Regions from separate parts of the Mus musculus genome. Here regions 2, 3, 4 and 5 are each linked to region 1. The links are chromatin contacts, called in public promoter capture Hi-C maps. All regions are on one chromosome and are shown on one strand. Each heading gives the region's core, a stretch centred on a gene start, on an enhancer-like site or on the middle of the called end of the contact. The rest is flanking DNA. Distances are from core to core; before and after follow the strand shown.

Region 1 (4,468 bases), core at 120-2,619:
CACATGGTGGCTCACAACCATCTGTAATGGGATCTGATGCCCTCTGCTGGTGTGTCTGAAGACAGGTACAGTGTACTCATATACAAAAAATAAATAATTCCTTTTTAAAAAGAATTTTTAAAAAAATAAGAAAATTTCAACTGAGAAAAAATGACACACATACACACTAGACTGGCCTGTGGGCAAGCCTGTGGCAGGACCTCTGATTGATGTAGGAGGGCCCAGCTCACTATTACTATGCTATTAGCAAACAGGCCGAGCAAGCCATGAACAGCAAAGCAATGAGCAGCACCCTCCAGGGGCACTGCATTAGCCCCTGGCCTGGCCTCCCTGGATCATGGCCTACAAGCTATACACTGAAATAAACCCTTTCCTCCTAAGTTGCTTTTGATCAGTGTTTCAATAGAGCAATAGAAACCTAACTAAGACAGACTGATCAAGCTGTTCCATCTCACATTTCCTGTTCAGAATCTTCAGAAAGTTCTAAGCATTACCCAAAACTACACTATTGGGGCAATATGCTGGGAAACCCAACTGCCTGGACACCCCACGAATGACTTGGGGGAAGCTCTATACATCTGGCTTTTCCTTTGTGCACACACATTCTCCAAGTCGTCTGTAACCTCTATTCTCCCAGTTTCCCAGCTGTCAAGAAGAAACCCCTCCTAGGCTATGGGAATTGGGGGCAGATGTGTGTGGAGCCAAAGGAGCAAGCAGCTGTGTTCCCTGCTTCCAGAGAGGAGTCTCGGAAGCTAAGTCCAAAAACCATCTCCCTTGGTTTGGGAGAGCACTGAATTGATGTATAAACTGACATCTACTAACTTTTATAGACCCAATATGTAAATCAATTGTCACTAAGAGAAACAAAAAGGGATCCATTTTAAAAGTAGTTAATCATCCCTTTTGGCAAAGGAGACTCTCAAGTGGTCTCCGAAGAGATTCATTATAGAATAGAATTGTGTGTCTGCAAATTTAATTACAGAGGATGAAATGTGAAATTAATCCAGGCCTCCCGAACAGACTCCCAGAGCGCTAGTACGTTCGTCCGCTGGGTCCGGGTTCGTCCCACCGTGCTCGGACGGACAAGAGTCCGTGAACAGGAGCCCGCCCCGCGGAGCAGAGTTAAGGCCTCACCTCCGGTACTCCAAGTACTCGTCCACTGCCTCCGCACCACCAGGAGGCAACGTCAGCCGCTCCATGGCCGCGGGAAGCGAAAGGAGCCCTTGCCTCGAGCTCTTGAGTCCGCCCTGCAGCTGCCAGGCAGGATCCACCAGACCTGCGCGAGTAACAAACAGCCTTGCCGCCAGAAACTGCCCGGTCCCGCCCCCTTAGCCCCGCCCCGTCCTGGGCCCCGCCCCTCTGTTTCACCCGCTTAGTCCCGCCCTTGTCCCCCTCAGCTCCCGTCCTCTCCCCGCAGCTCCTCCCCAATCAATCTTCCCCCTCCTCTGGGCTCCGCCCCACTTAGCTCCGCCCTCATCCTTACCTCTCCCCAGCTCCCGCTCTACCCTAGCATCCGGCCTGTCCTAGCGCCCCTCTTCTTCCTTGTGCCACGCCCCTTGGCCAAGCCCCGCTTTGCCCCGCCCCTCTTGCTGCTCCAGGCCAAACGTCTCCACCAACCCTCGTGATTGCTTCCGTGGCCCACAGTCTACCTGGCGATCCTCTAAGGGTCCTTGAGCTTAATTTAGCTTGAGCTTCGCCACCCTACCGCTACCTGAGCCCTACAAATTGGCTTCTCCTGCATAGCCCAAGGCTGCAAAACAGATGCTGTTTGCCCACTTCAAACTTCGTGCTCTTCACTGCTTCATTCCCAGAGTCTCCTTAAGAATAAGTGCAGTGCCAGGATACAATGGGTTCTCAAAACAGGGTTTATATACCTCTTCCCATTTAATCAATCTCTCGAAATGTACGTAGTCTTGGAGAATTGGCCACTTGGAGCGGTAGCTAAGAGTGCTTGCTGTGCGATCATAAGTACCAGAGTTCAGATCCCAGCACCCACATAAAGAACCAGGCATCTCAGACTCTTAATACCCCAGTTTCAAGGTAGGTGGAGACAGAAAAATCAATGAGGTTTGCTGGCTTTCAGCCTAGACAAGAAAATCCCAACCCTGGGTTCAGGGAGAGACTACATGAAAGGATTAAATGGAGCATGATAGAGGAAGACACCCAACCCTTTCCTCTTGCCCACTGGCCTCAGAGCTTGTTTACACTGCTGCACGCACCCATTCACAATCACACACTTCGAATCAGTACATCTCTGAAGTGTGGGGGAGGGGTGTCAACGTCCATGTTTTCAGTATTACGGTTGAGGCTGAGAACTGAGCATAGAAGCTTAGTTGGACAGCATGAGTTTAGCATACTGAGACCCTGGGTTCAAGTCTCGATGCCACTGGAAAATAATAAAATATAAAACCAGCAATCCTGAGTACCAGTGCAAGTGACAAGGAAAAAAAAATGTTCTCCAAAGAAAATAACAGGTTAAGGAAGAACAAGCAGAAACAATTCAGCCAAGTTCTTGCCTTCCGGGTAGGAGCACAAAGCCTTTGAGCTGCTAGGTAAGCTCTGTACTGCCAAACTATACACCTGACTCCAAGATAAGTCTGTTTCAACATTTAAAAAGAATCTCCACGCATTTTATATAAAAATGGAATTATCATCCGTTAGTAATTTAGCTATAAGTTGTTCTGGCAAGCTGAAAAGGAGTAAGAAATTAACCGTTACTCAGGAGAAAAGAATTCTCAAACATTGTAGCTCTCTATGGACCAAATTTCTCATCCTTTAATCTTCTTGTTTAACAGATAATTGGATTTTTAGAGATTCAAGGTTCACAGCAACTCGAATGCAGCAGGTCAGCTGTGGCTGTTTTCCAACAGTGTGTTTCTACTTCAGGGCTCTGCCAACTGAGCCGTATCCCTGGCCTGGTCAGGGTGGGATGGTTTTGAGAGGTCTCACCCGCTATATGATCCTGGCTAATTTAGAACTCACCATGCGGTCAAGTCTGTTTTCACACTTGGGCTTCTCCTGCCTCTGCTTCCAAATGCCTGGATAAGTAAGGGATGTTCTTAGTGTTAAACTTCTTAAAGTTCTTATTGTTATTAGCCCGTCATTCAAAATCCTTTTTAAAAGTGTTTTAATTAGCATACAAAGTGTTGAATTTCCATAAGTCTTTCCATATGTGAGTAGTTTCTGCTAACTCACCCCTGCCCCTGCCCTCACCCCTTAGCTCCCAGTATTGCCCTCTTCTGTCAAATTGCATGTGCTCTACTCTTCCCTCCCCACACTGAGGCCTCTTTCCCTCCCCTCTTGTGGGACCTTTCTGGCTTACTGACCTCTATAGACACTCCATTTTAGGTACATAAGTACAAAGTTTGAAACTCAGATCCACGTTGAGAAAAAAGATGTGGCATTTGTCTTTCGGGGCCTGGGTTCCCTCACTTCGTACAATATTTTGCTGTTCATATTACCTGAAAGTTTTGTTTTTCTTTCCAGCTGAATAAAACCCCATTATGTATGCACACCACATTTCCATTATCCATGCAACAGTTGGTGTATTTTGACCCTAGTTCCTAGTTACTTTGAATAAAAACACAGTAAATAAATATGGTAAAAGTTTTGTTTTTCTTTCCAGCTGAATAAAATCCCATTGTGTATGCACACCACATTTCCATTATCCATGCAACAGTTGGTGTATTTTGACCCTAGTTCCTAGTTACTTTGAATAAAAACACAGTAAATAAATATGGGTGTGCACGTGTATCTATGGTAAGATATGGAATTCTTAGGATATATGGCCAGAAATGGTATAGCTGGGGCATATAGTAGTTCTAGTTTCAGCTTTTTGAGAAACTTCCACACTACCATTTGTCATATTGCACCAGGCTACACTCTCACCAACAGTGGAGAAAGGTTCCTCTCTCCCCATGTCCTTGCCAGTCCTTATGTTTGGTTTTCTTGATGAGTAGCCATGCTGGATGGGTGGAGTGAAATCTCTAAACTGGCTAAGAGGGTGGGGCATGCTGCACAGTGGTTATTAGCCATCTGGATTTCCTGAGAACTCTCTCCAGCCCTTTATGGATGTTTACTTTATTGAGTTCTTTGTATATTCTAGATACTAATCCTCTGGTGAATGTAAAGTTTGCTAAGATTTTTCTCCTAATCTATATGCATTCTCTTAAGTTGATTGACGATTTCCTCTGTTCCTGCTTTTAATTGTATTGATAATTGGCCTCCCTGGGCAACCAGTCCTGTATTGTGAATGTACTCCCTGATTTCTCATCTATGCATTCCAGACTTTGAGATACGACTTTGAGGCTCTTCAAGGATCCACTTGGAGCTGTTTTATGTAGGGTGAAAAACAAGGACCCAGTTCCATCCTTTTGTGTATGGACATCCAGCTTCCTAAACACCATTTGTTGAAGAGGTTGTCTTTTCTCTGATGTGTATATTTTATATTGAAAGATCTTGACAGAAT
Region 2 (4,705 bases), core at 1,834-4,333, 1.1 Mb before region 1:
ATAGGAAGACAGTGGGGGCAGAAGCTTCGTCCTGTGGTGCCTTGATACCAAGGCACTGCACGAACTGCTCTTACACAATCATATTTAATTCTTAGACAGCCTCAAGCAACGGTATTATTTGGGTTGCCATTATCCAAATGGGTTTAGGGAAGCAAAATTTACCCTAGGTTCATGACCAGAATCCTAGCCCTAAGCACGAACTTCTTCTGTCTCCTGATCTGTGGCATTGGCTATGTGCTGGGCCAGTAGTTTTTGGTCAGGAATGCTCCAGGGGTCGTTTGGAGGCTTCATAGTTGCTACAACCTGGTAGGACATTGTTCTTTGTGTCTGGTGGGTAGAGTGCAGCTTCCAGGCACTGGCCTTCCCCACATGCACACAAAGAATTATTGGGCCAAAAGTGTCAATCACAGAGGTCAGTGGGACTCTGTCTTAGTCTACATGGCAATTGTTTCCAGATTATAAAACTCTTCATGTAGCCCAATAAGTATAGTGATTATTTTCATCTCACAAAGTAGGAAAGGTGATTGCTTAACTAGGAGGTATCATGGCAAGACAAGAAGCCAGGGGCTCTCGTTCTAGGAGCCTATGGAGTTCTTGCCTATACTCCATTATGACCAGCTTCCTTTACTGTGAAAACATGCAACTTCAGGCAGCACTTGCCTCTACTAGGAACTTCAGAGGCTAAAAAGCTTCAGCCAGACCAGGGAGATGTCTCATGGGGTGAAGACAGTTGCCACTAAGCACGAGTTTGATCCCCAGGCCCCACATGGTGGAAGGAGAGAACCAAGTCCTGCAAGTTGTTCTCTGGCCTTCACATTTATGCAGTGCTGCGTGTACACACACACACATACACACACTGACATTTGATAAAAGGAAAGAAAGAAAGAAAGAAAGAAAGAAAGAAAGAAAGGGAGGAAGGAAGGAAGGAAGGAAGAAAGAAAGAAAGAAAGAAAGAAAGAAAGAAAGAAAGAAAGAAAGAAAGAAATTAAGCCAACGTAGAAAAACCCTACAAGGTGGTGGAGTCTCTAGAAAGATCAACAGCATTTGTTCAGCTCTTCAGAGAAGAAGACTCTCGAAACTTACTATATGCAACCATTGATCTTTCTCTAGTACATTCAGATCGTTGTGCTAAAATAGGACTGTGGGGAAAGCTAATTTTAGGACAGTAACGAGCTTTTGCAAGATAATTAACTCTGCGTGGGTTTCAACTTTAATCTTTCCCCTCTTGATTTGTAGGAGTGGAGCGCCTGGAAGTTTATTTAGAAGAGGAAGTGAAACTGAAAAGACTGGCTGAGATTCCTCTTTCTTGGAGGCAAAGCACTTTGAATATGAACAAATCTCTCATCCTGACTCATTAACTGCCTTCAGTACCAACAGGGAACACACAGTCAGCTTGGAAGAAACTTAAGAAAAATCCAAGGACAGGATGCCAGCTTAAACAATAAAACCATAGCTTTCTGTCCAGCCTTGGCTACTAGGCCATTTGGTACAGGCTACCACCTCGTTGTGTTCCAGGTAACTATGAATTAGGCTCAGCACAATATGTGTATGTATATAGTTATGTGATTGTGTAATCTGGCGTGTGAACTTTGGAGACGATAAACACCATTTACAAAGTCCAAAGGTTGGATTTGCCTGTAGCAAAAACATTTCTGTGGGATAAAAGGCATGTATTCGGTAGAAAAGCTGGCCTGGATGCAACAAGATGATTTGGAGTAGGGAGGGGAAAAAAAGTGAGTGTGACTCAGGCACCTGAGCTGGGCGTGGGCAAGGTGCCTCAGGCCTGCTCCTCGGTGCTCCTTCCGGTTTGGTGTAGTTTAGGAAGCCCTGCATCATTTATATAGGGATTGCCGAGTGCTAGGGCTCACAGCATCAAGAAAATCTGCTTTCTTCGTCAAACTTCCCCGGCCACCTGGCAGAGCCAAAGACAGTTCCAGAGAGTGTATCCGTGGAAGGTTCCAGAAAGTGAATATCCAAACCTAGTGAATGAAACATGGTTTATACAGATGTGAGAAAGAGCCTCAGAGACGTTCATACAGGGTCAGCCTGACAACGGTCAGCCGCTGGTGGAGGCATGTACTTGGCACTCTGGAACATCTAGAGTGTCAGCAGCTGAGCCAAAGGAGCCAACATGCCCAGTTCGGTGAGGCAGGCCAGATGGATCTTAAAGGGGTTAAATACATCTGCAGTTCCTAGTGCCCAGAAAGCGTTTCCTGAGCCTGAGAGCTGCTGAGTCCTTCCTGCTATGGGAGCCTATTTGAGAACCTCCTCCCAGAGGACTTCAGGGGCCTGAGCTTCTTCCATCACCCCTTCGGAGGCTCTCTGCATGGCGCTCTCTGTGCTAACAGTTCACCAATGTTTTCCTGATTATTCACATATATATATATATATATACTCTCTTTGGTTTATCGTCTGCGTCCTCTCTAAAATGTAGGTTCTGAGAGGGCAGAAACCCGGTGTGCCTTTACCGCAGGTGCAGGATCACATCTGTTCCTGGCATTCATCATTCCCTGCCCACCGGGCCACCTGCGGCGCTGGACTCATGTGCGGTTTGCAAATTGACCTCAAATTATCAGTGGCTGACATCCAAGCTAGGATTCTGGCAAGTGGGCGGTGAAGTCGGATGGGCCTGGACATCTAGCCAGATGCTCCTGCGTTTCGATCGCAAACTACACTGCATCTTCTTTCCTAACCTATGGACGGGAACTGTAACAACAACAACAACAACAACAACAACAACAACAACACCTTTCTCCCTTCCTGCCTCCTCTGTAACCCTATACCAATCTGGACAACTGCTTCTGGGGGCCAGGTCCCCAAAGTCCGAACCAGTTTCTAATATCTTGTGTCTAACCCTTGGCTCACCACATATTTCCCCCTTATTTATTCTCAGCTCTTTTCAGTGTTCAAGTGATTATTGTCCGTTGGACTACTTTAGTCCCCTGGAATCTTCTCCTTAAAACAGCTCCTTTCGCGCGAACCTCAACTTCCTCCTAAGTCATTCACTAAATATTTATTGAAAGCCTAAGGGGCACACACTACTCTAAGGATGCTGGGAGCCGCTGCCCCGCCCAGCCACACCTACCATCACTCTCCACCGCTCCACACGCCCTGAACCCTGGCTGGCGTCACGGAATCCGCCTGCAGCTTCCAAGTCCAACGCCTCACCGCCTTCCCCCGATGACTCCTGATTGGTGGGAGTGGGAGCCACTCTGCTGCCCCCCCTCCACCGCCCTTTTCACGTTATTCCGCCCAGTGGAGAACTCAGGCTCCTCCTCTTAGCTCCCTCCCCTCGCTCCAGCTCTTCAGCTAATTGCCCGGCAGCGCGCGCCCTAAAGTTCTAGGCGAAGTATTGAGAACTGGTCGCGGGGATCGCACACCGGCCAGTAGCAGGGGACCAGGGACCCCGGCACCAGGAGAGCTGGTGCACTGCGCGGGCTCTCGCCCACCATCTGTCTGCGAGCAGCGCTCGGCGCCCCAGTCTCCTGCGGCTGGTGCTGGAACTGCCGTCGGCTGAGACTTGCAGGGACCCGAGAAGCCCGGTTTGCGTCCTTCTCGGTCTGAAGCACGCACTGGGGAATCGAGAAGCGTCCCCAGCAGCGGAACACTTAGGTGAGCAACAGGGCGTCCGCCCGCCTGGGGTTGAGCTGTGGTGGAGGCCCCGAGAAGGCTCGGGGACGCAGCCATTCTCTATGGTTCAGACTGTGTCTGTGGTGGTCCCGGGAAGCCCGGGTCCACGGGGCAGCCCTGAGACTAGGAGGTCGTCTGTCGTGTAAGCGCCAGTTTTCTGGGAGGAAGCACTCTGGTGCTGCTCACCCTGGAGCTGTGCCCCTCGAGTTACAGCCTGGCGGGGATGGACCCGGAGAAGGAGCGGATCTCAGGAGCCTGCGTGCGGGTGCATGAGGATGCCGCGTAGAGGAGCTGTCCCGGCACAGCCTGGCGCTGTGACGGGCTGGAGGCACAGGAAACCTGCTTAATTCTGCCAGGAGGAAGGCTTTACTACACCCTCGAGCTTGGGGCCCTGCGGTGCAGGCACCTCGCTCTTCGGCCTCCCCAGTCAGGTCACACCGCTCCACAGTGTCTGCACTGGGACCGAGAGCACCCTTCCCTTGGGGCTTCAAGCACTCAGCGGGTGATTGGTGCCTCTGGCGTCTCCCGTGGCATTGTCTTGTGTCCTTCAGACACTTCTTAACCAGCCGCGCGCCTCCCAGACTGTTGGAGCTGAGAGGGACATAAAGTTGTCTCTCACCTTGTGTCAGGGAACGGGGCTGGGGCATTGGAGTCCCCTCCGATGTCGCAGTGCCCTAGGAATCTGATTACTTGATGAGATCGTTTGGGTAGTGTATTTTATTTACACTGTAGCTGCAGAAGATGGTTTCAGAGATAGGTAAGCATAGCTCTGACTTTGGGTCATCCACACTCAACACTCTAAGCATCATACAAGGTGAGGACCTCCTTTTGGCCTCCAGAAACCTTCAGACAGATTGCAGTGCATCCAGGCTAAATGTCCATTCTGTCCATCAACTCCACACTGCCCTGTTTGCAGCTCTTCACAGAGCCTAAAGCTGTCTGGAATCATCTGCTTGTTTTTCCATCTGCCAGCCTTCTTCCGCTGCTAGGATGCGAAGTCCTGGGAAAGCAGAGACCAGGTCCTATTTCTCGGTCGGTCCATCCTCAGTGTGGAGAAGGCAGCTCTCCACACTGC
Region 3 (4,482 bases), core at 1,105-3,604, 1.2 Mb before region 1:
TTTCCGTTTCCCTGGGATGGTTTTAGACCTTCTGAGAGATTCATTCACCTTGCAAAAATGAGAGTAGGAACCTAGGCCCTTTAGTTTTTCTTAAAATATATAATATATGCTATTTAAAGCTTCTACTAAAATTTCCTCCTCCTCAATCAAAACATGGAACGGGGGGCGGGGCCACAAGGAGTCTGTTGTTTGGAGGTGGACAATGTGTTCTGTCCACGCTGAGTCTAGGGCTGGCTATGGACTGAAAGGAAACCATCTCTGGCTGTACTAGAAGCTCAGCAAATGAAAAGCCTAGCTCAGAGAAGGTGGCTTGGGGCAGCTCTGGCAGGAATGCCTAGGTAATGCTGCTGCACTTCAATCTAAAGCATCCGATCCACTTATTCCCTGTACGTGAAGAACATCCTAATAGTGATTTGTTCATAGTTTTTTTAAAAAAATACGCAATCCACTATATTGAAAAGAGAGGCATTTGCTTTAAAACAATTACAACTCTTACCAGCCACTCTCCTTCCCAAAGGATAAGAATAGATAGAGCAATGGCTTTGAGATAGGGTTGGGATGCCGAGTCTTTTAAATTCAGACTCCATTTTAGAGAACCTGACCTAAGTTTGAACTCAGGTAAACTAACAGGCTGGTACCTAGCATTAGTTTCCAAGTTGCCCCCCAAAAGAAACCCAAGCCAAAACCAAACACTCCCCTCCCCCACATACACACATAAAACACAAACAAGAGCAACTCACAGCCAACTCGTTTATAAACGAAAAATGGTATCTTCTGTTCCACAAAGAAACGATATTGAGAGAACAATGACTTCAGTAAGAACTACTTTTTCTTTGGAGAAATAAGGAAGGCAGTATCAGGACTTGATTTAAGGACATATTGAATGTCTACAGATTTGCTACATCAGGTCTTTAAAAACTTTAAGAGTTTGATAAATAAGCCTATATACAAATAACTTAAAATAAACCTACATAAGGACTAAGTCTAAATGCTGAACGAGTACCCCCAAAAGCTAGGACAGTTTAATAACAATGAAAATACATCAGACCTCCTTATCTATGGTTCCCATATCCATGTCTTCAGAAATCAGCAGATCACATCACATACTATGTAGTTAGGCTTACAATATTCTCACCAATACAGAATGACTAGCGTTTTTGTCATTTTCCCTAAGTGACACCATACAGCACTGCATTTGGCAGTATAAGTTATAATCTAGAAATTATTTAAATATTGGGGAGATTGTGTAGATTATATACAAATATTACATCATTTCATGTGAAGGACTTAAACACCCATGGAATTCTGTATGGGTTCTGGGGATTGTTCTGGAATCAACTATCCCTGGGAATACCTAACAACTATACTCACACAAACTGACATCTTTGAGCAGATAGGACCAGTGGCTGGAAAGAGATCTATTGAGACTTTAGACCAGCCTTCTAACATCTCATGTTAATCTGATGGCGGAAGGAAAAGTGGTAGAATATAAACAAGCTCAACCAGAATATGTGAGTTCATACTGAGAAGGGCCCGGCACACACCAGGCATCTATAAACACACGATAAACTATGTCAAGGCTAGACAGAACATAGGGAATGGACCGACATTCATCTGAATTTGGGAGAGGGGAGTAATGAAGAAAACGTCCAGTGGCAGAATTTAAAGTGTCTGTGAGTTCGTTTTGAAGTACACCAGGAAAGTATGCTAAGGAGACTTCCATTTCCAATATGGTCAGAAGGGATGCCAAGTCTAGCGGATTCCCGGGAATCCTCTACTCAGGCGAATCCTGCTTCTCCCTTAAAGCTTGCCTGCACACCCTCCTCGTTTTCTACAAACACTAGGGGAAGAAAACAGGGACTCTGGGTAAGATGTGATCCTGTCTGCCACTTGTGCGTACCTTCCCCAGCTTTGAGGCTCTCACTGGGAGAGCAGGAAGATGGTTTAACAGAGTAAAGGTCACCAGCAGGCGTCCACTGCGAGGCCAGTGCAGTTGCGCCAGCCAGGAAGCCTTGACCAAGCCTGGGTAAAGGTCGCCAGCACACCGGCCGGCAGTCTCAGCACTCCCCGTGGGCGGAGGCCGAAGGAGTCCTAGGGCCGGGCGTTACCTGAGCCGAGCCACACCCGGATCCCAAGGGAGCATCGGCCCCGCTACTTGCCCTCGCCATCTCGCAGGCCAGAGGGTGACGTCACGCACGTCCACGCCTTACGTCCTAAGGCCTGTCGTAAGTGTCGGGCAAACGAGGCCTCTGAAGGAAGGGCGCCCTCTGGGCACATCCTACCATGCTAGCTCGCATGCGCGCGCACAAACCTGTCCTGGAGCCAATGAGGTGCGGTTACGTCACGGCGCAGCAGACGGCGCTACCGCACGTCGGGCCGCGGACGGGCGGAACAAGTGTGGTTGCACCGACACCGGTACATAGGCGCGGGCCGGCGTGTCCTTGGGCTAGAGCGCGGGACGTCTGTCTTCGAGTCCGAACGTTCGTGGTGTTGACCAGCCCGGAACGGTGAGCGCGCGACGGGGATGCGGACCGGGAACGGGGCGAGGAGGCCGGGGCAGGCCTAACCTACAAAGCCATGCAGAACTGTGGCACGGCTGGAGGCGGCGTGGGTGTAGGACCGGGGCCCGGAGTTCTAGAAGGAACTCGCCCGCCGCCCCTTCTGAGAGCAGAAGCTGCTGTTCCTTCAGGACTGGGCCAGTTCTTTTCCTGATTAAGCATCTGGGAGGGTGGGTTTGTAAAGTCGTAGTCACCCCTGGGATCTCAACGTGAGAGTGAGACGGTTCCTTCCCCAGTCCTCCCTCGCCTTCCCGTGCCGGACTAAAGCAAGAGAGAAGAGACTTAACCTCCTAATGAGACCGGAGCAGGCGGAAGCACTTAGGATCACCCCCAGCCTCCCTTATCTTTGGAAGTGACTTTAATCGGCAGCACTGACAGCAGTTTAGCATTCTGAAATGTTAAGAGTTGTAGTGGTTTTGCTTTAATGAGTCCGGTTTCATATTTGTGACTTTTTGACCTTGCCTTCTTCGGAAACTGGGGTTTGAGCTGTGGGTTTCCATTTCCCTTGGCATGGACCTGTCTTGAGCACAGACTTGCTTTAAAGGAGAGTCTCCTAGGTGATGTATTTGCTATTGAAGAATATTGCAAGTGGACTGAGTTAGCACCCTGCCTGGTGTTAAGAGGACATAAGAATAGCGGTTTGAATGGTCATTGGGATCCGTAGTACGTTTTACTGTTGGATCTTTTCCCTTTTAGAATTAAAAATGGGTGATGTTGAAAAAGGCAAGAAGATTTTTGTTCAGAAGTGTGCCCAGTGCCACACTGTGGAAAAGGGAGGCAAGCATAAGACTGGACCAAATCTCCACGGTCTGTTCGGGCGGAAGACAGGCCAGGCTGCTGGATTCTCTTACACAGATGCCAACAAGAACAAAGGTAACGGGGGGAGCTGCTGTCAGCCACAGCACAGGTTGCTTGGGTTAACCAGTGCAGAATTACCAGGTGTGTAAAACACTTAACCTCTGCATCTCTTTCTGTTTAGGCATCACCTGGGGAGAGGATACCCTGATGGAGTATTTGGAGAATCCCAAAAAGTACATCCCTGGAACAAAAATGATCTTCGCTGGAATTAAGAAGAAGGGAGAAAGGGCAGACCTAATAGCTTATCTTAAAAAGGCTACTAATGAGTAATTCCACTGCCTTATTTATTACAAAACAAATGTCTCATGGCTTTTAATGTACACCATAATTTAATTCACACACCAAATTCAGATCATGAATGGCTAGCAATGTTTTTGTTGGACAGTCCTGATTTAAGTAAAACTGACTTGTCATAAAGTGGGTACGGTCTTTATTAAAGCAACAGTTCCAGTTGTATACATGCTACCACGGCTCTCCCTTTCTCAAGATAAGATTGGACTTAATTAGCAATGTTTTACTTTCCATAAATAGGGGCATGTCACCTCAAACCTACTAAATGGTTTTATACTTAGATTTATATAACTGGGCATATGAATATGCTTAAACACTGGGAAAATTCTATCACTGTCTCAGAAACAAGAAGACTCAAATGTGTTTCAGTTTGTGTTCACTGGCCTCTTTCAGGTCATGGCTAACCACCAGGAGGCAACTGTCTATTCTTGACAGTGCAGTTTTAATTAGAATTCCCTACATCAAGGATGTTGCCTTTTACTATTGAAAGGCATTTACTGTGGTTTATGTATGATATCAAATAAAGAGTATTTAACACTTCTTTATAGTTGATCTGCAAATTAAAATGCTTTTAGAAACAAGCAAGTTAGGCCTTTTAAATTCTCTATTTTCTAAGACTAAGTTGTAAATCAGAATTGTCCTTAAATACCCACTCAGAAACACACATAACTGGAATTCGATTAGGAATGGCACTCTTTGCTAACTTACTAGATGGAAAGATGGAAATAAAGGAAATAGTTTGTATCAGCAGAAAGAAGATAATTAAAACAACCAC
Region 4 (4,492 bases), core at 928-3,427, 1.2 Mb before region 1:
TAAAGAGAACAGCGCCCTCACTTCCAGCCTCACATCACTCCTTCCTGTTGCTTCACCTTTAATATTAAAAGGAGGAACGCTGTGAATTGGGTTCTCTGCCAGAGTGCTGCTCAGCAACTCAGCGGCAGCACATTTCCATGGTCAATGCAAGTTACACACTTCCTCTATGCAGCAGGCACATCCTTTAAAAGACCCTGGCCACCCAGATCTAGCTCTGTCTGTGTCTGCCCTGTCTGTTTTGTTCTGTCGCCTGGTCTCTTGTCTCTCTCGTGTCCCCACTCCGAGAAGGCATTTTGCTCGTCCTCCCCAGTAAGGCCCTCAGGCAATCTGTTCTGCAGCATGAATCCTCAGCACACCTTGGCCCCACACTTAATGGGTATTCCTGACACTTAAGGCTAATAGTGTTGGTGTTGTGCTCAGACTGTAAAAACCCCAAAGAGGCCACCAGGAATCACAACCTGCTGTAATCCCATGAGGGTCTTTATTCAAGCTCAAGCTCGGGCCACCAACCTTCCTGATGGAACAGGAAGGAGAGTAAACCCCCAGGTCTAAGCAAAGGGGGGTTATAAAGAAAAAAAACCGCAAGCGGGGTCTCCAAGCCTTGGCATTACACGAGGGGTAAAGGAATGCTGTCCTTCAAACCTGATAGCATTGGTTCAGACAGTGGGGCAGAGCCGCGCAGCTGGAAAGGGACCTTTGTGATCTGGGAAAAGAAACTTGTGCTATCAGAAGTTGGTGTATTTCTACAAACGTCACAGCTGTCTGGGGACACTTAATTGTCTCTTTTCCATAGTCCCAGAGTGGGCTTTTATCATTTCAAGGATATTAGCCTCTGCTTCCTTCAAGGGCAGGACCCTTCTGCACAGGAGAAATGTTGGTTGTTAATCAAAAGGGGGTGTGCATTTCAGTGATGTGGAGGCTAGACTATGCTGCTTTTCGTCTGTTCCCAAGGCTGGAATTTGCCCCCCTCCCCCCGCCCGAGAGTCATCAGGGGGAGGGAGTGTTAACTGTTCTGGCTCCTCGAAGAGTCAGGAGAGTGTAAGATCTGATATGCAGGTTTCCCTTGTCTCTTAATTGGAAATAATAAATTCAAAAGACCTTTGTAAACCAAGCAGTTTTTAATATTCAATTCTGCAGAAAGCAACATAAGCACTGAGAAAAGCCAAACACTGCTGCTGTACTGATTTGAAGAAAGATGATGGCTTTTCCCCTGATACCATGAAAGTCCAGCTCCCTTCCTGTAGGCCAGGGCTTGCACCCTTCCCAAATTCTTCATCCTGTTGGTTTATGGCAAGAGCTTTATCCATAATTTAGGACTTGAGAGTGTCCCTTTCTCTGATATAGTGTTCAATAGGCTACCAGTAGATCTCCAACTCTTCTGAGCTGTGAGAAGCTGGGTGAACCACCAGCTAGTAGAAAAGATACCTCCTTGCCTTGGGCTTTTCTGTAACTCTGACGAACTTAAGAGCACATCACACTGCAAACTGTAACAATCTGTTTTTTTTTGTTGTTGTTGTTTTTTGTTTTTTTTTTTTTACACAAAGATCTTCTCTCTCTCCTTCCCAGGACCAGAGCTTTTGTTTCCCTCACACCTTGAGAAAGCATGCTCACCCACCCAACTTAGGGCAACTGTAGATCAGATAGTCTGCCAAGCCAGCGCCGCCAGAGGGCGCCTGAGGTCAGCCTATGGCGGGGCGTGAGGCAGCGGAGCCGGAGCGGGGCCTAGGACTGGACTGGTGCCCTCAGGAGGTGGGGCGAGGGAGGGAAGAGGTGGGACTTGGGTAGAAGGGCGGGACCAGGCCTGAAGGAAAAAGGCCCCAGGGACCGCGAAGAGAGGCGGGTGGGCGGGGCCTGAGAAGGGGGCGGGGCGCAGGGGCGGGGCCGAGTCTGTAGTTGAGCGCCTCTGGCACATGCAGGAGTTTAAAGGCGCTAAGACTCCGGGGCCAGGCATGAGGTTGAAGCGGAAACGCGGCGGTTCCACCTTTCCCCTAGCCACAAAGCCCTCTTTCCTCACTTCCGGCTTCTCTTCCAATTCTGGTGGTCTAAGATCCTCTGAAGGGCTCCCCGCCACACGTCGGCCAGCGCCCCACCCTCAGGATGTGTTACCTAGTGCGCGGTCACCGCCGCCGTCACAGGCAGCCTCAACCCCGCCCCGGCCTGCCCGCAGCCCTCTGGCCTTCTTCCCCCGCACCTGCCCGCACGCTCCCGGGGCCCGCAGGTGCGGAAGACCACGAAATTCCACGCCCCGCGGAGAGGAGACCCACCAGATCCCGAGACAAGAAAGGGAGACGCGGTCGGGCAGCGCTCCGGGGCAGATGTGTCAGGTGCGTGCGACCCCTGGCTGCACGGCTTCTAGGGACCGGAGTCCTCCGAAGGGACGGGCTTCTCTCCAGCGCTCTGGGGAACCCAATGTCCCCCATGAGGACAGAGGTGCGCACCACCCAGTTTAACTGCCTGAGAAACAGAATTGCAGAGCCTTGAGAGGAAGGGCTCTTGACCTGTTAATGACGAGTCTCCCTGCTTAGAAAGGCCCCCGCGCTAGAAGTTACCTGATTGTTCTTGAATATTGTTACATTTGAGGTGAGACATGAATTGTTTCACAATGTGTTCATCTTCCACTCTGCAGGTTTGCTTCAGTTTATCTCCACAGGTTTGACAGCATCCACAGACCCTCACAGCCAGTAAGAAAATAAGCCTCTGGTTTTTGTGCATCGATGAGTTGAATTTTGCCAGCAGAAACTGTTTCCTGTCCGGTCTAACCAAGGCAGTTTACAAGTCCAAATTTTCATTTTTATCTATTTACTTATCTCCAGACTAACATTTTAGGCAAGAAGCATGGAGGTAATTCACGGCAGGCCCCACTGCTGCAGGAACCTTGAAGGAGCTGACATTCTGTCAAACACCTTTTACTCTAACGGACTGCACACCCCGTACGAAACAACTATTCGGCCAACTGCTTCACAAGCCAGGTAAAACAAAAGTTAGAAAAACGCAGGAGAAAGATGTCGTTGCATTCGTGACTTTTTCTATAACACACACACACGTGAGCACTCCCATATATCACATGAAGGAGAAGGCAAAGCATGAGTAAACTACATGGTTAATCTGTTAAAACTGGAAAAGGGCTGTAGGCTATAACAAGGGAGGCATATTCTTCCACTGCATTCTACAAGTGTGTGTGTGTGTGTGTGTGTGTGTTTTGCTAGGGACTGAGTCCAGACCATGCCTGCAAGGCAAACACTACCACCAACCTACCTTTCCAGCCCTGTTCTAGAACCCTAGGATGGCCCCTTCCTTCACTTGGAGAGTGTTTTAATAGAGCACTACGGTACTAACAGCCTGCCCACCAACACCTTCTGCCAAGAAAGAATCCCAGAGTTGGTGGCAAACATGATGCTGTGTTTTGTTGTAGACCTTTCGCTCCTCATGACAGCCATGAATAGAGTAGAACTGTTACCCTCTTTCACCTGTGATATATGTAGGGTACAGACACATATTTCGCCAAACTCTGTCTCAGCTACACCCCCAACCCTGTGATTTACTTGATTTTTAGAGGAAGAATAAGGCTCTGTTTCTAAGTACCTTGTGTAGGTGTGTTCTTCTAATTTCACACGGCCAAACCCCTAATAATTCTTTGTAGACGAGGATAGGTAGATAGATGTCTCAGCTGGCACAGTGCTGATCACACAAGCCTGAAGATGTGAATTTGATCCCTAGTAAAATAGGAAGCATTAAAAGGGACATAAAAAGCAAGTGAAGGTGGCATGAACCTGTCACCCCAGTGCTGGGGAGGCAGAGACAGGAGGAGCCCTGGAATCCCTGGGGCTCAATAACTAGCTAGTCTAGTAAAATCTGTAAACCCCAAGTTCAGTGAGAGACCCACTCTCAAAAAGTGAAGTGCGGTCAAGGAAGATGTTTAATGTCAACTTCTGGCTTCACAATCTGCGTAGAAACACATACAACAAACTTTTTTCTTTATTCTTAGGGAATTAAGACAGAAAGCCACCTTATCTCAGTTTAAACACTTCCAAAGTAGGGCTGGAAAGATACTTCATCTGTTAAGAGCACTTGCTGTTCTTCCTACGGACACAAGTTTGGTTCTCAAGATGTGAGTCTGGCTCCCATATCCTACATTAGGCAGCTTGCAACCACCAGTAATTCCAGTTCCTGAAGATGCAGTGCCCTCTCCTGGCCTCCTAGGGCAACTGCACACACGTGTACCATACATACAGTCATGCATATACACACACTCATAAAACAAAAACCTTCCACACAGCCAATCCATTCTGCTTTTGTCTGTTCTTGATTGTTGATCATTTTCTTTGTGGTGTTTCTAAAAAGACTTTTTCTTTCTTGTAACTTCTACCTGTTTTTTCTGGCTTTTCAGTCTGAAACCTGTGAAATGATAAGTAATTATTACCAGGCCTGGAGCTCTTCAAGGGTCTCCCTCAGGGTCTGAGCACCAATACTGGTTCTCCAAGAGACTGCTCTT
Region 5 (4,100 bases), core at 1,456-3,955, 1.6 Mb after region 1:
CTGAGTTCAGTTTATAACAGCCATGTCAGATGACTCAGGAGACCTATAACGATAGCTCTAATGGACCCAGTGTCCTTTTCTGACCTTTACAGGCACCCGCACTCACATGCACACACCCAACACCCACATAACACATACTTTAAAAATAAAAGTGGAGAGCTAAGGGAGGTTGGTCAGCTATTCTTCCAGAAGACCTCAGTTTGATTTGCCGCACCCACATAATGGGACATACCCACCTGTAACTCCAGTTATGGGAGTTCTAACCCTTTCTTCTGGCGTCCTCAAGTAACCAGGCATGTAAGTAGTGCATAGACATACATGCAAGTAAAACTCCTATGCACGTAAAACAAGATAAAAATAAAAATGAGGGGCTAAAACTGGGTCTGGTGACACATACCTTTAATCTCAGCACTTGGAGGCAGAAGCAGGTAGATCCCTAAGTTCCAGGCCAGCCTGATCTACGGAGTGAGTTTCAGGACAGTCAAGGCTACATAGAGACATCCTGTCTTGAAAATCAAAACCACTCTTTCCGCCATCTTGGCACCTGTGGAGGCCTGCTGGGAACAGGACTTCTAACAGCAAATATGTCTGGAAGGCTGTGGTGCAAGGCCATTTTTGCTGGCTACAAGCGAGGTCTCCGGAACCAAAGAGAGCACACGGCTCTTCTTAAAATTGAAGGCGTTTATGCCCGAGATGAAAAGGAGTTCTACTTAGGCAAAAGATGTGCTTATGTGTATAAAGCAAAACACAATACAGCAACTCCTGGAGGTAAACCAAACAAAACCAGAGTGATCTGGGGAAAAGTCACTCGGGCCCACGGAAACAGCTGTATGGTTCGTGCCAAATTCCGAAGCCACCTTCCTGCAAAGGCCATTGGACACAGAATCCGTGTGATGCTGTACCCATCCCAGATTTAAACTAATGGAGAGTAAATAAATAAAAGTAGATTTGTGCTCTTGTAAAAAAAAAAAAAAAGAAAAAAGAAAAAAAAAAGAAAAAAGAAAAAAAAAAAAAAAGAAAATCAAAACCAAATAACCACCACCACTACCACCAATAACAAAACCAAAAAGCAAAATCAAACAAACATAAAACCAAACAAGACCCCAAAAAACAAACAACAAACAAAACAAACACACGTGAGAGTCTAGAGCACCCACTTTTTAGCTCCAGAAAATCTGATGCCCTCTTCTGACCTCTGAATACATCAGGCATGTATATACACATAAACACTCTTACAGATAAAATAATAAAAGTTAAAAGAAATGGAGCTATTTTTGTTTTATGTTGGAGGAGAGGTCATAGGTTTGTGTGTATCTGGTTTTGTTTGTTTTGAGACGAGGCATTACTCTCTTGTCCAGTTTAGCTTTGAATTTCTGGGCTAAAATGATCTGCTTTAGACTCCAAAGTAGTTGAAACTACAGAAAAGAATTATATCAGAATAATAAAAAAGGTAGAACCATCACTGAGTTCTACAGAAAACACAAGAGACTGCAGTAATCTCTTGTGGTTTAACCTAGATAGAATCAATCATAAACCTCATGAATCCAGAGCATGTAGGTTGTGTGCCTGTCTAGTCTTAATTTAGTTTTCAAAACATATAATCTGAACTTCTGGCTGTGGACATGCATGCAGGAATTGTCACAGATACACTAGTAGATAGACAATCCCAATGGACTACTTCTCTAGAGAGAGATCTGCAGGAGTAAAGGAAAACACATATTCAAATTGGCCTAGGAACCTAGCCTAATAGTGCTAAAATGACAACCCAGGGGAGTAGTGATAAATACAGCTCATTTTCTCCTCCTGTATACATCAGAAAATATTGCAGGACTCTCTAAGATTTATTTATTTAGCCTCATTTGTCTTCTACGTCATATCATATGTTAATCCACAGGTGCTAACCCTAATGCCAGTACAGCTTTCTTTTCTGACATGCAAACCTAGTTTCTTTTCCAAAACACTCACGGTTATTTCTAGATCTAAATCACTAGATTGGTTATCTCTCTCTCTCTCTTCAGAAAAATCATAATACAAGGCAACGTTCAGACAAGACTCTGACTTATAGACTTAGTCATGGAGTCCAAGTTGTAATTTTTCTTTTCTTTCTTTCTTTCTTTCTTTCCTTTCTTTCTTTTTTTTTTTTTTTTGCGACAGGATATCACTAAAAGTCATGGGTCTCTGCCTCCACAGACCTGGAGTCAGCCCACCCAGCTCTGAAACAACTAATCTATTTCATATACCTCTCCGAACCTAGTATCTAGGAAAGAAACTCAAACTTTTATATGCTCAACAGAAAAAACAAGAAGCCAAAGAACAGGGGAACAGAGGCGGGATCTCTGATCTCACTTTTTCCCAAAAGTTCTGTCCTCTTTAGTTTCCTGCACAAGGACAGCCTCAGACGGACGAGCCTACACATGCACCCCACCATTTCCTTGAGTTTCTTACACGTGTTCTTCCTGCCAAGCTTGGCCAAAGGGAGCTGACCTCCCAACCAATCCCTCCCCTCGGAGTGCTCAAGCCCCGCCTCCCTGTGCAGGGCTGGTTGCCTTTGTTCTCCCCCGCACTCTTTCCGGACCTGGGCGCTCCAAGCAAACCGAGTGGCAGCCCGTGATTGGTGGTCGCGGCACAGCCAATCAGAAGGGGGCACCTCACACTAGGGCTCGGAGTTTTAAACGCGGAGCTGAGGGGCGCGCCCGCGCGGAGGGCTCAGGCAGCGGGGCGGGGCGGTGTAGGCGGGGCGCCACGGCTCTCGCCCTGATTCGTGCGGGGATTGGACGGGCCGCGGCTTCCTTACCTCCAACCAATCACCGGCCTGAACTTCCTGGAGGCTTTGGTGCGCTCCGGCGTCGCTCGGGAGGTCGGCGAGTGCTCTGCGGTGGCCGGTGTCTGCAGGCCCAGCTCTGCACCCAATCATGAAGCTCCGGAAAGCTTGGCTGTTGGTCCTGCTCTTGGCGCTGACACAGCTGCTGGCTGCTGCGAGCGCCGGAGATGCACACGAAGGTGAGCGGGAGGGCGGGTCGGAGGAGCAGCTCGCGTGGGTTGCAAACCTTGCTGGGGCCTGACAGGGTGCTTCGCTCACACCCCTGCGGAATTAGTGACCCGGTAGCAACGAACTTAATGGAGTTTCAGTGTAGGGCCGAATCTAGGGGTGTGGGCCTCTTTAGTTCCTACCTGAGACTAGGACACGGAGGGACGTGCCGAGTGCCTGGTTCGCAGCTCGTCTCTTTACCCTCACTACTGAGATTTGCCCCTTTGTTGAGTAAAATTTTCTGGAGAATACTCTCGTTTCCAAAACCGGTTTTAGAAAACGGAGGCGGGATGGCCGCTAGTAGGACCTGGAAGAGGCAGTCGCAGATACTGGGCATCTATATCAAGAAGTAGAAATAACTCAGGCTTTGTTTTCGTCTTTTATGGAAACTGGAGCTGCCGTATACAAGCATTTTATTCAGCGCCTTTTTTTGCCAGTCGCTGCACTGTGTTTTGAAAGTCGAGGCTGGTGGTGCATGTATTCTAGTAGGAACAGTATGTGTAACTCATAGACGTTATGCCCGCACCCTTTCTTCGAAATCCTCTACCGAAAACATAAAAACTTTGAAAATAGGAAGTACTAGTTAACGTTGTTCCTAGAGAACGGGTCTGATCGACACCTTTCCCTTCTAACCACTAACTTGTTGCCTACTAGGTTTAGTCTAATATAAACAAACCCCATTTTTAAAGTTTAGTGTGGAGGGGGAATGTGAACTTTATACTCCTAGGTTGAGTAAGATTCCTGTGGATCATTGATTTATGAGTCTTTGCCCAGGTAGGAAAGAGTAGAAATGAAGAGACTGCTGAAAGGGGCCAACTATCCGTCCTACCTATGAGTATATCTTGGCACTTTTGTCCAAACTGACTGAGGGCTCATTTCTTATAGAGACCCAAAATACATTGAAACAGAAAGAGGGCAGAGTCTTCATTTTAAGCAAATTTTTCACTTTTCAAAGCAGAATAGGCTTTGTGGGGGACACATGAAAGTTTGAGAACCAGTGTAGTTTGGTGTATGCTTTAAGAACGTGTTAAAAACTACACGGTTGTGAGACAGTGGTCAGTTTTAGGGTGAT

Evidence for each region. Promoter capture Hi-C pulls out the DNA fragments that hold promoters and counts their contacts.
Region 2: a contact with region 1 is called in a promoter capture Hi-C map of embryonic stem cells, with 3 times the contacts expected there. The contact joins the promoter of Osbpl3 here to the promoter of Fam221a in region 1.
Region 3: a promoter capture Hi-C map of pre-B cells shows a contact between it and region 1, with 5 times the contacts expected there. The contact joins the promoter of Cycs here to the promoter of Fam221a in region 1. A contact is called at or near these places in 13 of 39 promoter capture datasets (the 3T3-L1 cell line, the C10 cell line, the HPC-7 cell line and 8 more), 2 of 484 Hi-C or Micro-C datasets (CD4 T cells and uterus), 8 of 115 datasets of contacts at active chromatin or transcription factors (astrocytes, cardiomyocytes, embryonic forebrain and 3 more) and 2 of 9 other capture datasets (adipose tissue and liver).
Region 4: a promoter capture Hi-C map of the HPC-7 cell line shows a contact between it and region 1. The contact joins the promoter of 4921507P07Rik here to the promoter of Fam221a in region 1. A contact is called at or near these places in 5 of 39 promoter capture datasets (the HPC-7 cell line, HPC-7-derived erythroid cells, cranial neural crest and 3 more), 1 of 15 datasets of contacts at CTCF or cohesin (large pre-B cells), 2 of 484 Hi-C or Micro-C datasets (CD8 T cells and Th1 cells), 2 of 115 datasets of contacts at active chromatin or transcription factors (astrocytes and forebrain) and 2 of 9 other capture datasets (adipose tissue and liver).
Region 5: a contact with region 1 is called in a promoter capture Hi-C map of pre-B cells, with 4 times the contacts expected there. The contact joins the promoter of Pdia4 here to the promoter of Fam221a in region 1. A contact is called at or near these places in 1 of 39 promoter capture datasets (pre-B cells) and 1 of 115 datasets of contacts at active chromatin or transcription factors (pancreatic cancer cells).

What each region holds. Positions count from the first base shown.
Region 1 is chr6:49,364,640-49,369,107 of GRCm38.p6, reverse strand. Fam221a (family with sequence similarity 221, member A) reads right to left here and starts at 1,369. Exons shown (of 7, transcript NM_172727.3): 1 at 1,135-1,369. The coding sequence starts at 1,199.
Region 2 is chr6:50,454,732-50,459,436 of GRCm38.p6, reverse strand. It overlaps Osbpl3 (oxysterol binding protein-like 3), which reads left to right and starts at 3,083. Exons shown (of 24, transcript NM_001347213.1): 1 at 3,083-3,612.
Region 3 is chr6:50,564,441-50,568,922 of GRCm38.p6, reverse strand. Cycs (cytochrome c, somatic) reads left to right here and starts at 2,354. Exons shown (of 3, transcript NM_007808.5): 1 at 2,354-2,507; 2 at 3,255-3,431; 3 at 3,538-4,482. The coding sequence starts at 3,263. The coding sequence ends at 3,686. 5430402O13Rik (RIKEN cDNA 5430402O13 gene) reads right to left here and starts at 2,280. Exons shown (of 3, transcript NR_027892.1): 1 at 1,901-2,280.
Region 4 is chr6:50,594,275-50,598,766 of GRCm38.p6, reverse strand. It overlaps 4921507P07Rik (RIKEN cDNA 4921507P07 gene), which reads left to right and starts at 2,177. Exons shown (of 10, transcript NM_027564.3): 1 at 2,177-2,324; 2 at 2,814-2,969. The coding sequence starts at 2,836. 5430402O13Rik (RIKEN cDNA 5430402O13 gene) reads right to left here. Exons shown (of 3, transcript NR_027892.1): 3 at 3,902-4,395.
Region 5 is chr6:47,812,117-47,816,216 of GRCm38.p6, reverse strand. Pdia4 (protein disulfide isomerase associated 4) reads left to right here and starts at 2,705. Exons shown (of 10, transcript NM_009787.2): 1 at 2,705-3,000. The coding sequence starts at 2,913. It also overlaps the pseudogene Rpl35a-ps7 and a transcript of Zfp786 not described here.